Linked DNA regions of Lactuca sativa: region 2 is linked to region 1. Evidence: chromatin contacts called from public Hi-C data. All regions are on one chromosome and are shown on one strand. Each heading gives the region's core, a stretch centred on a gene start, on an enhancer-like site or on the middle of the called end of the contact. The rest is flanking DNA. Distances are from core to core; before and after follow the strand shown.

The links. A called contact is a pair of places that touch in the nucleus more often than the background predicts.
Region 2: a Hi-C map of seed shows a contact between it and region 1, with 6 times the contacts expected there. The contact joins the promoter of LOC111896985 here to the promoter of LOC111896908 in region 1. A contact is called at or near these places in 4 of 4 Hi-C or Micro-C datasets (bud, leaf and seed).

The regions. Positions count from the first base shown.
Region 1 is chr1:88,663,663-88,668,983 of Lsat_Salinas_v11, forward strand. LOC111896908 (ras-related protein RABA5c) reads left to right here and starts at 1,373. Exons shown (of 2, transcript XM_023892876.3): 1 at 1,373-1,849; 2 at 2,159-2,655. The coding sequence starts at 1,516. The coding sequence ends at 2,478.
Region 2 is chr1:89,244,439-89,249,735 of Lsat_Salinas_v11, forward strand. LOC111896985 (kinesin-like protein KIN-12B) reads right to left here and starts at 1,906. Exons shown (of 15, transcript XM_023892961.3): 1 at 1,416-1,906; 2 at 1,178-1,312; 3 at 1,002-1,085; 4 at 791-916; 5 at 630-689; 6 at 411-557; 7 at 195-290; 8 at 1-124. The coding sequence starts at 1,739.

The DNA of each region.
Region 1 (5,321 bases), core at 123-2,622:
TTGCACCCTTTCTCACGCCCTCTTATTATTCATTAACTAATTTTATTTTTGGAACATGTAGACATAAAAAACTTTTCATGGAACTAGCCCATTTTAGATCAATCTCAAGTCTCAACTACAGATAATATCCTTTGGTAAATTATGTGAATTTTTTAATGAATATTACTTCTGGTGCCTCTCGCTACAAGACAAAAAAAATTCAAGCACTCGTCATAACAATCTACATAGGCCCCATAAGCTTGTTAATGGATAGCCTTCATAAAGTTCATCTATAACATTAGGCTTGAACATAATTTTTTCGATTGGATTCATGGCGTTGTGTCACGCTACTTGATGTATCCGATCGATCATTTGGAAGGTAACATCATAAAGGAACCCAACTGACATTTTCACAACATCAAATATAAATGTTAGCTCACATAAATCATTATTGGATATTAGAATTACCAACAATATCTTATATGCTCTCGGATGTATTAAATTTTTTACATCAATCTTTGTCATGCAAATGATCCCAAAAATGTCGAAAACAACTCATCCCAATGAACTATTCGAAGGAGTCATTGAAGCTTATATCGTGGATCTACCATTTAAATGATTAATGAAAAACTTTATCTTTCATAGTAAGGAAAACAATTAGTATTATAACCCAATTGGTATTTATGTTGTGATAACACAAAATTGAGAGTTGCATAAAATGCTAATCATATGAGAAATACATAGATAACTAAATGTGGTAAAATGTATATGAGAATGTGAGGATTCTTGTTTAGGATTTCAATGGACAAGAGTGAGAAGGGATCCGATGGTATCTTGGTAGAGTCTAAGGCTTCTAATGGTAGATAACAATTGGGTTTTTAAGTTGTTTGGAAAACTATTTGTGTTTAATTTAATTTGAAACACTTTATTTGTTTAGTTTAGTATTATGTTTTATTCTCTGTGTTATTCTATGCTTCTTGATGAAGTAACATGACTTAATTTTCTATTCTCCTATTTACACGTTATCATTATAATAGCAAACTCATTGGTAATTCCAATTAGAATAAAATAGAAGAGGTATATAATAAAATATATATTTAAAAAAAAAAAAAAAAAAACACGACCACATCATTACCTCTCATACCTCATTCCAATTGGGATTATCTTTCATTGTTAGTGGTGTTTTTTTTTTAATATCTTTTATGTATAGCATTTTTATTGAAAAGTAACAAATATAGAACGAAATAGTGGTGAAAGATTGACTTCTTGTGAAATTAAAAATATTTTATTAAATATCATATGGAGGAAATTTGCATTTTCTTTTTTCTTTATAATTTTTTTGAGTAATTTGGCGGCCGAAAATGGGGTCCAATAATAAAAGCATCTCTGTCTCTGCAACTCTGCCAGCCTTTCTTCAACCGTTTCTTGCTGTCCACCCTCCCAAATCAGAATCACAACTACAAAATTACAAATTCAATCAAACAATTAAACCCCAAATCTTTCTTAATTTCACCAACAGATCACAACTCCACAAAAATGGACTCATCGGACGACGAAGGAGAGGAGTACTTGTTCAAAGTAGTCATCATCGGAGACTCAGCAGTCGGAAAATCAAACCTGCTATCTCGTTACGCTCGAAATGAGTTCAATATGCATTCCAAAGCTACAATCGGAGTCGAGTTTCAAACTCAGAGCATGGAAATCGACGGGAAGGAGGTCAAGGCTCAGATTTGGGACACCGCAGGCCAGGAACGCTTCCGTGCAGTCACCTCCGCTTACTACCGTGGTGCCGTTGGTGCCCTAATTGTTTACGATATTTCCCGGAGCACCACATTCGATAGCGTCTCCCGATGGCTCGAGGAGCTCAATAGTGAGTTTAATTTACTACGATCTGATCTCGTTTTGCTTTAGCTTAATTCGTTCATTATGTGCTTTGGATCAATTCATTTGAATCGTTTCTAGCTAGATCGAGATGCATACAAGTGTTTTGAAAATGTTTTTGACTGAATTTGAACACTTATGGACATGATCACATGAATCTGAGGTGATGTGATTTAATCCCATGTAGAAAAACTCTGATTGGATTCATAATTTGGGATCTTCCAGTTCAAATCCTGAATTTGTCATATCCAATTTCAAATTCCAATTCCTTTAACAGATTTCATTCCTTATAATGCAGCTCATTCAGAGACAACAGTGGCAAGAATGTTAGTGGGAAACAAATGCGATCTGAACAACATCAGAGCTGTGTCTGTTGAAGATGGCAAGAACCTTGCAGAAAAAAACGGATTGTTCTTCATGGAAACATCAGCACTCGATTCAACAAATGTGAAAACAGCTTTTGAAATGGTGATTCGTGAGATTTACAACAATGTTAGCAGAAAAGTTTTGAATTCAGATTCATATAAAGCCGAGTTATCTTTAAACAGGGTCACTCTTCCAAATGATGGTGATGCTGGATCTAAGCAAGATCAAACCAGATACTCTTGTTGTTCTTGATTTTTCGTATTCTTTTCTTGATTATTTTTCGAAATTAAATTTATTTTGTTGGATTTTATTACGTGAATGGTAAAATTTGCCATTTTTTTTTGTTTTTTTAACCATGTTGATTTGACAAACTGCATATATAATTATATATCTATTTATGTATCTACATTAATTTGAATTTTTTGTTCATCACATCCAAAAACTTAACTGAAAGCATTTTAATTGCTTGAGAATGTTTATTTATTCATTTTTAATAACAAAAAAGTGATAAATTTAGATTTTATTAATTATCTTCATCTGTTAATTAAAAGGTTAAACATCATTATTTGTTAATTAAAAAGTTAAAATCATTATTTGTTATATAAAAGGTTGGAAAACTATCTTTTAAATAATTGAAAATGTCGAAAAGACCAATATTCTAAATTAAACAACAATAACAATGGGTATACATAACATTAAATAAAAAAAATATTAAAATAAAACTAGATTAAGAAAAAAATTATATTACCTTGAAAACAATAATTATCATTTTAAAAACATCAAGAGTGAGAGCATGATAGAAATCTTAAGAGATGTCTCATTGGAGAAGTCAAAGAGTTGGTAATGTTCGACAAGGTTCTGTCCATGCTCAAAGACATGTATTATGTCATTGCAATTAGATATATTAAAGGTCGTGTGGTAGTCTCTTAATTTTTTTAATTAAGAGATTAAGAGCATATACTAGCCTCCTAATTTTTATCTCTCATTGTCATAGCCTCTTAATTTTTAAAAGAATGAGTCGTATCTAAATATATATAAAAAAAAAGAGCAGGTTTTGGATATACGCTAATTTTTCGAAAACTTTTTTTCCGCTTCTCTTTCTGTGCGTCCATTTTCCCTCCCACTCTGATCTCTTAAAAGATTAGATTTTAAAAATTATCATCTCTTAAAAATTCAGATCCTGTATGATTATATGTATTTTGGAGATACATGCCAAGCAAAAGAAATTTCTAACAGAAAATAAAATAAAAACTACTAGAGTACTTGGTTATATCGTGGCTTAGGGTATGTGATAGGGGTGTCAATTTATGACACGACACGACAAAAATACATAAGACGAAACGAAATCGAGACAAAATCAAAATTTGAATTTGTGTTTGTGTCAAGATTAAAAAACACGATGTCGTCTCGTGTTCGTGTTCATAAATCGACACGATTAAGCATGTGGTTGTCATGTTTTTCGAGTTTGTCGTTTTTGTCGTGTTATATAGCTTTAAGTATGAACGAAATACACTAATAGTTATGTAATATTATATTTGTCGTGTCGTGTTGTCGTGTTTTAATTTGTTCGTTTTTGTATTAATGAAAAAAAACACGACATCGTGTCGTGTCGTGTTCGTGTTATACAAAACCTTGTCGTGTTATACAAAACATTGTCGTGTCGTGTCATGTCAGACAAAAACACGACATAACTATCCGATTTGACAGCCCTAGTATGTGACAATGCAAATTGCAAAGACTTGGATTAAAATTATAGGAATGGCGTTTCGGTTGTAGTATCCTAATTTCTTTATGGTGATTAGAAGTTTGGAACATTTGGTAATGGGTTGGATCCATCAGAGGAAATCCAGAAGAGTCTTTTGGGCCCAGGGAAAGCATTGGGTCTTTAAATTTGGATCATCGAATGCCCCCTGCTGAGCCTATCTCTGCTGAACCCAACGAACCTAATGAAATCAGACCTAAATCACGTGTCATTCAAATCGAACGAAAAAGAAAGCCTCCACACCTCTTTAAAATCAAACTCGATATCTGCTTCTCATAGATCATGCGGAAGATCTTCTATCGACAACTTTGCTTCGGTGAGATTAAGAGATTTTGATGTTATTTGTTTTCATGAAAATGTGGACCAAAAGTCTTCATAGGTGATACTAAACAAGATTTAAAATGTCTACAGGTGTTTTCCAAAAGTCTTCATAGGTGATACTAAACAAGAAAAATGGATGTACATACACCCGTTATCAAGGGTGAGACTATATTGTTTAAAGGTGGGTTACTTGTCCAATCTAAATATAATAAGTGTACAAGTTATAAAAACAAAATAAATAAATAAAATAAATAAATAAAACCCTTAAGTATTTTAAATTACCTACGTTAATGTGTTTGGTAAAAAAAATAAAGAGAACTAAAAAAAAAGATATAACATATAGACAATAGAAAGCATATTATATTTATAATTTGAAAGAGTCTTATTAATTCCAATACGTAAACGATGACTAAGTTTTCTATTATAAATCAATGTTTCATTTTTCATGTTTCTACACCATAGGTTTTTCGATATTTGGCAATGTTTTAAAACCCGGGTCAACCTGGCCGGTTCAACCGGTTGGACCGTGACCCGGGATAGAAGACGGGTCAATTGAGAGCGTTTTTTTTTATAAAAATACGGATCGGATCAAACCGGTCGGGTTTCCCCTAAACCGCGGTTCAACCGCTTATGTCGAACCAGTTAAAACCGAATTGACCCGTTTTAATAGGGCTTGGATAGTTGGATACAAGCAGCGAACGCCAAAACAACGAGCCGTTTGCGGTTTCTTCACTGTTTTTCAATGTTTAAACTTTGTGGACATCAAATTATTGGTTTTATATGTTTATGCATTATACAGAAAAGTAAAAATATATAAAAATAGAAAAAGAACATAAACCGGGTTGACCCTACGGTTCAACCGGTTGAACCAGTTGACCCATGAACCGGTCATCACACCGGGTCAACTAAAAACCCGAGTTTTAAAACATTAGATTTTTTTTTGAATTTTTTTTTGCTAGCTTAAAGTATAAGGTTGTTTTATTGAACTTTTTTTTTGAAGGAATGACCAATA
Region 2 (5,297 bases), core at 656-3,155, 580 kb after region 1:
GGTTGATATTTCCAGCTTCTTTCAAACGATCTCCAGCTGCACCAGTTGACTTTTGTCTCTCTGATCCAGCAAGGTCAACAAGATTCATTCGACTTGTTTTCAAGCAGCTCAATCCATCCATGCTCTAAACAATGGGAATTTACAAATTACAATTATGCCCTTTCGCATTACAATTATTACAATCTTATTATTACCTTGCAGCGTGACTCAACAACACAAGTGAATACACTGTGTGAGCGGGAACTTTCTATATTTATACTTGTTGCTCCAGTCTTCCTATTTGACAAACCCTGCATAATTTTTATATTATCAACGAGATTTCTAGAAAATTATATGCTTTCTGAATGTGTTTGACTATTAGTCAAATGCAGAAGATACCATATAAAAGTGATAATTGACAAATCACACACCTTTTTGAGAAGTTCTGTCACATCTTTCATATTGCAAATAGAAGATTCGGTTAAATTTTCAACATAAACACCGGTTTTGGTATCTTCTCTTAAATGAAGGTTTTTTTGTGATGGATTCAGCAAATCAGTAACTTGTTCATTGTATATCTGAAAATAAAATGTTTTGGGATCAGTATGAAGTGAGAACAAACAATCATAAATGATCATATTGATTATTACCTCAAGAAAAGAGCAGCGACACTGATACATAAGTTGTTTGTCAGCATGTTTATCTTGTTCCTACAAGAAATAAGTAAATCATGAGATAAAGTTACATAATTGACCCTGCTTTTTCAAGGTAAGAAGGGGTTGGGACCCATAAAAAAGATGTGTAAAGTTACCTCATTTATGCGAGAAAATAGTCGTTCAAAAACTCTGGGTGTCAAGCCTTGTTCATCGCTAGATGAATTTTCTTCCAACAATGCATTGGTGGGTCCCCATATTGTGAAGGTCTTTCCACTACCAGTCTATGAAAATCAAATGTACAGTGATGAATTAAGACAAATAGGAGCGTTAAAAGCTTATTTCTATGAAGGAAACACGAAATGATACCTGTCCATATGCAAATATAGAACTGTTGAATCCAGCAAGACAATTCTCAACAAGAGGAGCTCCCACAAGCTGGAATATATCTATCTGAAAGAAAAAACCATTTGGCGAGAATATTAGTAAAAAATCTGAGTTTTTTATATAAAAGGAAACTAAATTAACAAGAACAATCCACTTGCCTGAGTTGCGGTTGTGTCTGCTACATGATCAAAAGTAAATTGTTGTCCAAGTATCGACAATGAATCACCAGAAGTCTTCTGAACAATCGTTTCTCCCTCTTCATTTTTACTCTGTGGTCGCACTCTTACAATAACCTAAAGAAAAACTTCAGATTCAGCTGACATTTTGTAAGGCTGCAAACTGTAAACATTTTCCAGCAAAAAAAAAAACACTGGATTAGGGTTTAAAAATGCATACCTTAACCCCTGTATCAGAAGATCCAGAGACACCATTTTCAGGTTGAAACTCAGTACCAAGCTTCCGCTTGAGAGGATTTGATGAAGGAGGTCTCGGTGGGAGCAGGGATTTCAATTTACTAGCAACTGAGGGAGAGGGTTTACCAGTGAAAGAAGGATTATGAGAGGAATCTGGAATGACGTTCGTATTGGAAGGCGGAGCATTTTCCTTGGAAGATTTCTGTTTTCGATTTGAAGATCTATTCTGCTTCATTGAACTAGGGTTTTGTGGTGGCATATCGAAAGAAGTCTCTCTCAATATCGGGCTTCTAGGTGGCTTCTTCATCTTCACAAACCCTAATCCAGTGTGTAGAGAAAAGGATTATCCTACAGAGTAGAGAGGGGGGACTGTAGAGAGAGAATGAGAAAATTAGCCGTTGGAGAGGGTTTTGAAAGAGGAAATAATTTGAAATCGAAATGGGGACGATGGAGTTTCCTCTAACGTTCTTCTGATGACTAAAAATTCAATTTTCACCCTTTAACTTAAAGCAAGTTGCAATTAATACCTTACATCTTTACAATTTAAGGGCGTTTATGGATGTGTTTTTCTTAACCTCGTAAAAACTCAAGATGTTATTTCTCAATAATCAAAAAAGTTCTTATATTATATTTTTATTTATTAAAATCATTTAATATTCTGATTTTGCCAAAATTAATATTACATAGCCATTTCATAGCAATAATTAATTTCATAACCATTTTATTGCAATGTATTTTAATTAAAACTAGGATACATCAATGTGTTTTTATTGAAAATATCTATTAAAACCAATTGAATGATCTCATATAAAACTTATTAATTTTTTTTTTAAAAAACCATAACATAAAATAGTTACGAAGCATTAATTTAATCAAACCTTAGAACATAAAATGGTTTTTAGAGATTTTTTCTTTTTTTTTCTAAAAATAATTATTGTGATGTTCAAACATTAAAAATTAATTCAAAGCATAATTATTCGCACAAAATGATTAACTATAATATATAATTACAAGAACGACCACAAATTATTTAAGAATTATTGTATATGGATATTGACACATGGACTATATGGATATTGACACATCGATCATGTAAAAGAAACACATATCATATAATAACCAATCATTTTTCAAAAATAACAAGTAATTTAAGAAGGTACTACTTGGTGACATATTTGGGGACATATAATAACCAATCATTTTTCAAAAAAAGTTTTGAAGATTTAATATAATTTTCGAAGGTAATACTTGGTGACATATTTTCGAAGGAGACATTTAATAACGGGAAATTGACATTGTAGCACAACTAAGTTTTGGTTTTTTCCCAGACTGGTCACTCAAGTTTTTTTTGGCGCAATTAATCCCTCAACTTTCAAATTATCCGTCAACTACGCCATTTTGACCAAGAATATTAGATGAACCGATTACTTTGCTTACGTGTTAATTAGAAAAACGAATAAAAAGAAAATTGTAGGTCACGATAGCAATTACACATATTTATCAACTTAAATGAGACGAGTTGAGTGTAATTGAGAGGGACTTAAGTTCAACTCGTAGTCTTCATTTTCATTAGCAATACTCCAAAACCTTCGACCAGAGTTGTGGTTTACAATTCCTCCACAGATCAAAGTGAAGTAGGAGGAAGAAGAAGTTATGTCAGCCTCGAACCCCAATGCGATATTTTCGTTAGTTGAACTGAACTTTAAGGGGGTGTTTATTCATCGTCCTTTATTTTACACTAACAGTATGAAATTCATCTTCACAGATCATGATTTTTCCGGTATGACACGCTCAAAATGTATTACTTTTCTCGAACGTTGCATGCAACTACATTGTAAGAAGTTATACTAAAATGAGCCAGGTGATCCCCTTTTGAGTGGCCTTATACCTATCTAGAATGAAATGGAATATGCAGGTTCCATCTTTGATGCATATGGAATTGATGGTCAAATATCCCTTTTATATGGACCATATTGATGATGGAATAGATGATATGTTTGAGTCAGAAGGAGGAGATGATGACCATGACTCTTACATTAGTGGTGGGGATGATGATATAGGTACCCTATGGATGTGATAGTGGATTTTAATGAGGAAATAATTATTATGAATAGGACATGTAATGATGAATTCTTGACTAACTTGTGTTCCCAAGAAGAGGGGGAGCAGGAGGATACCAACTATGATGTAGAAGATGAGGACGGAAGTGAACCCAGAAGTCAAGTTCATGTCATTTTTAATGAGTCAACATACTGGAAGAAACAAAATCTCATACTTGGTATGAGATTTAAAGATCCAGCTCAAGTAAAAACAATGTTGTGCAGCTATGTCGTAGCCAATGCGTACCAATTATGCTTTGTTAAAAAATGATAGGAAAAGTTTGTTGACACATTAAACAGAAAAACATTTAACAGTTAAATGATTAGGGCACATGCAACCTACGAAGGATCTATGTCTTTCACGTAAAGGCAACATACTATGAACTATCATCCTACAAAACTTTTTGTATATGACACCTAATTTATAAGGATGAAAATTTACCTTGATGATTATTGTAGTAAACAATCTTGAATTCCTTCTTCAAAGCTTTTGGTAGCAAGTTGTAGCATCCATAAAATTCAAGAGAATTTTGAACGTTTAAAACCAATCCAGAAATCATCATTGTTTACAAAATAGTTTTCAAAACATGTTTAATATCAGAGTTTTCCCAAAATCATAAAACAAAACACGGGGAGGTGCATGATTACACCTCCGCCTTCCCGCGATCATCTGAGGTACCTGAAACATAACCCAAAATTGTCAGCCCAAAACTTAGTGAGGTCCCCTAAAGTATCAACATACAAACAAATAACACATATAAAACAACATGCACACAGAGCCTTCAGCATGACTGGACCCCTTACAGGCCTTCGGCCTATTTGGACCGCTCACATGACCTTTAACATGATTGGTCCGCCGCACCGGGCCTTCAGCATATCTGGACCGTCCTCCGGTCCTTCGGCCTAACTGGACCGCCTCGTAGGGCCTACAGTCTATCTAGTCCGCCCTGGATGTCTTGGCCTTCGGCACAAAGCGGGACCGCTTCAACCTAACCAACCATGACATGTTGACATACACATAAATAATAAACATATAACTAGGCATCAGACAAACAGGCAGATTTAGAGATCACTACCGCATGCTAACATCCTATCTACCAGGGTACAGATCTAACAAATCACTACAGTACAAAATCATACGATAAACCAAGATAACAATCCAAAGGGTTGGACTTGGTGCCTTCGACCCATAAGAGCAGTGAGGAAAACTCACCTCGCAAATTGAATAGAACTGATAAGGCCCAACTCCAAATCTCAGCTCTCTAACCGATACCTATTTCCATTAAATGACAAATTCCATCAAAACGAAAAATACCCTCAAGGTCAAACTTGGTCAAACTCGATCAAAGTCAAAGTTAAAGTCCACTAGTAAACCCACAAAGTCAAATGAGTCAACCCAGTCGAATCAACTCAACAAGGCTGACCCATGCGAGTACACGGGGCGTACTCCTCATTACGCGGGGCGTAACCTTGCAACGCTAAAAACTTCATTGAGTGCTTAATGGCTTAAGCACTCAAGCCCATACTTCAGATCTACGCTCCAAGTGCATCCTAAAGTCATAAAGTTTCCAATTTTATGACTTTACAAGTCCACAAAGTGCTTAACACAAGGTCTTAATCCATTAATACCTTTTATAAGATGCATGAAACAATTCTAGTAATTAGGACCTCATTTTTATGGCTTAGGACCCCTCCTAGGGCCTGGAAGGACAACTCAAAATTACAATAACCAACCATCCACAATATAGGACCTTAGGGATAAGAAA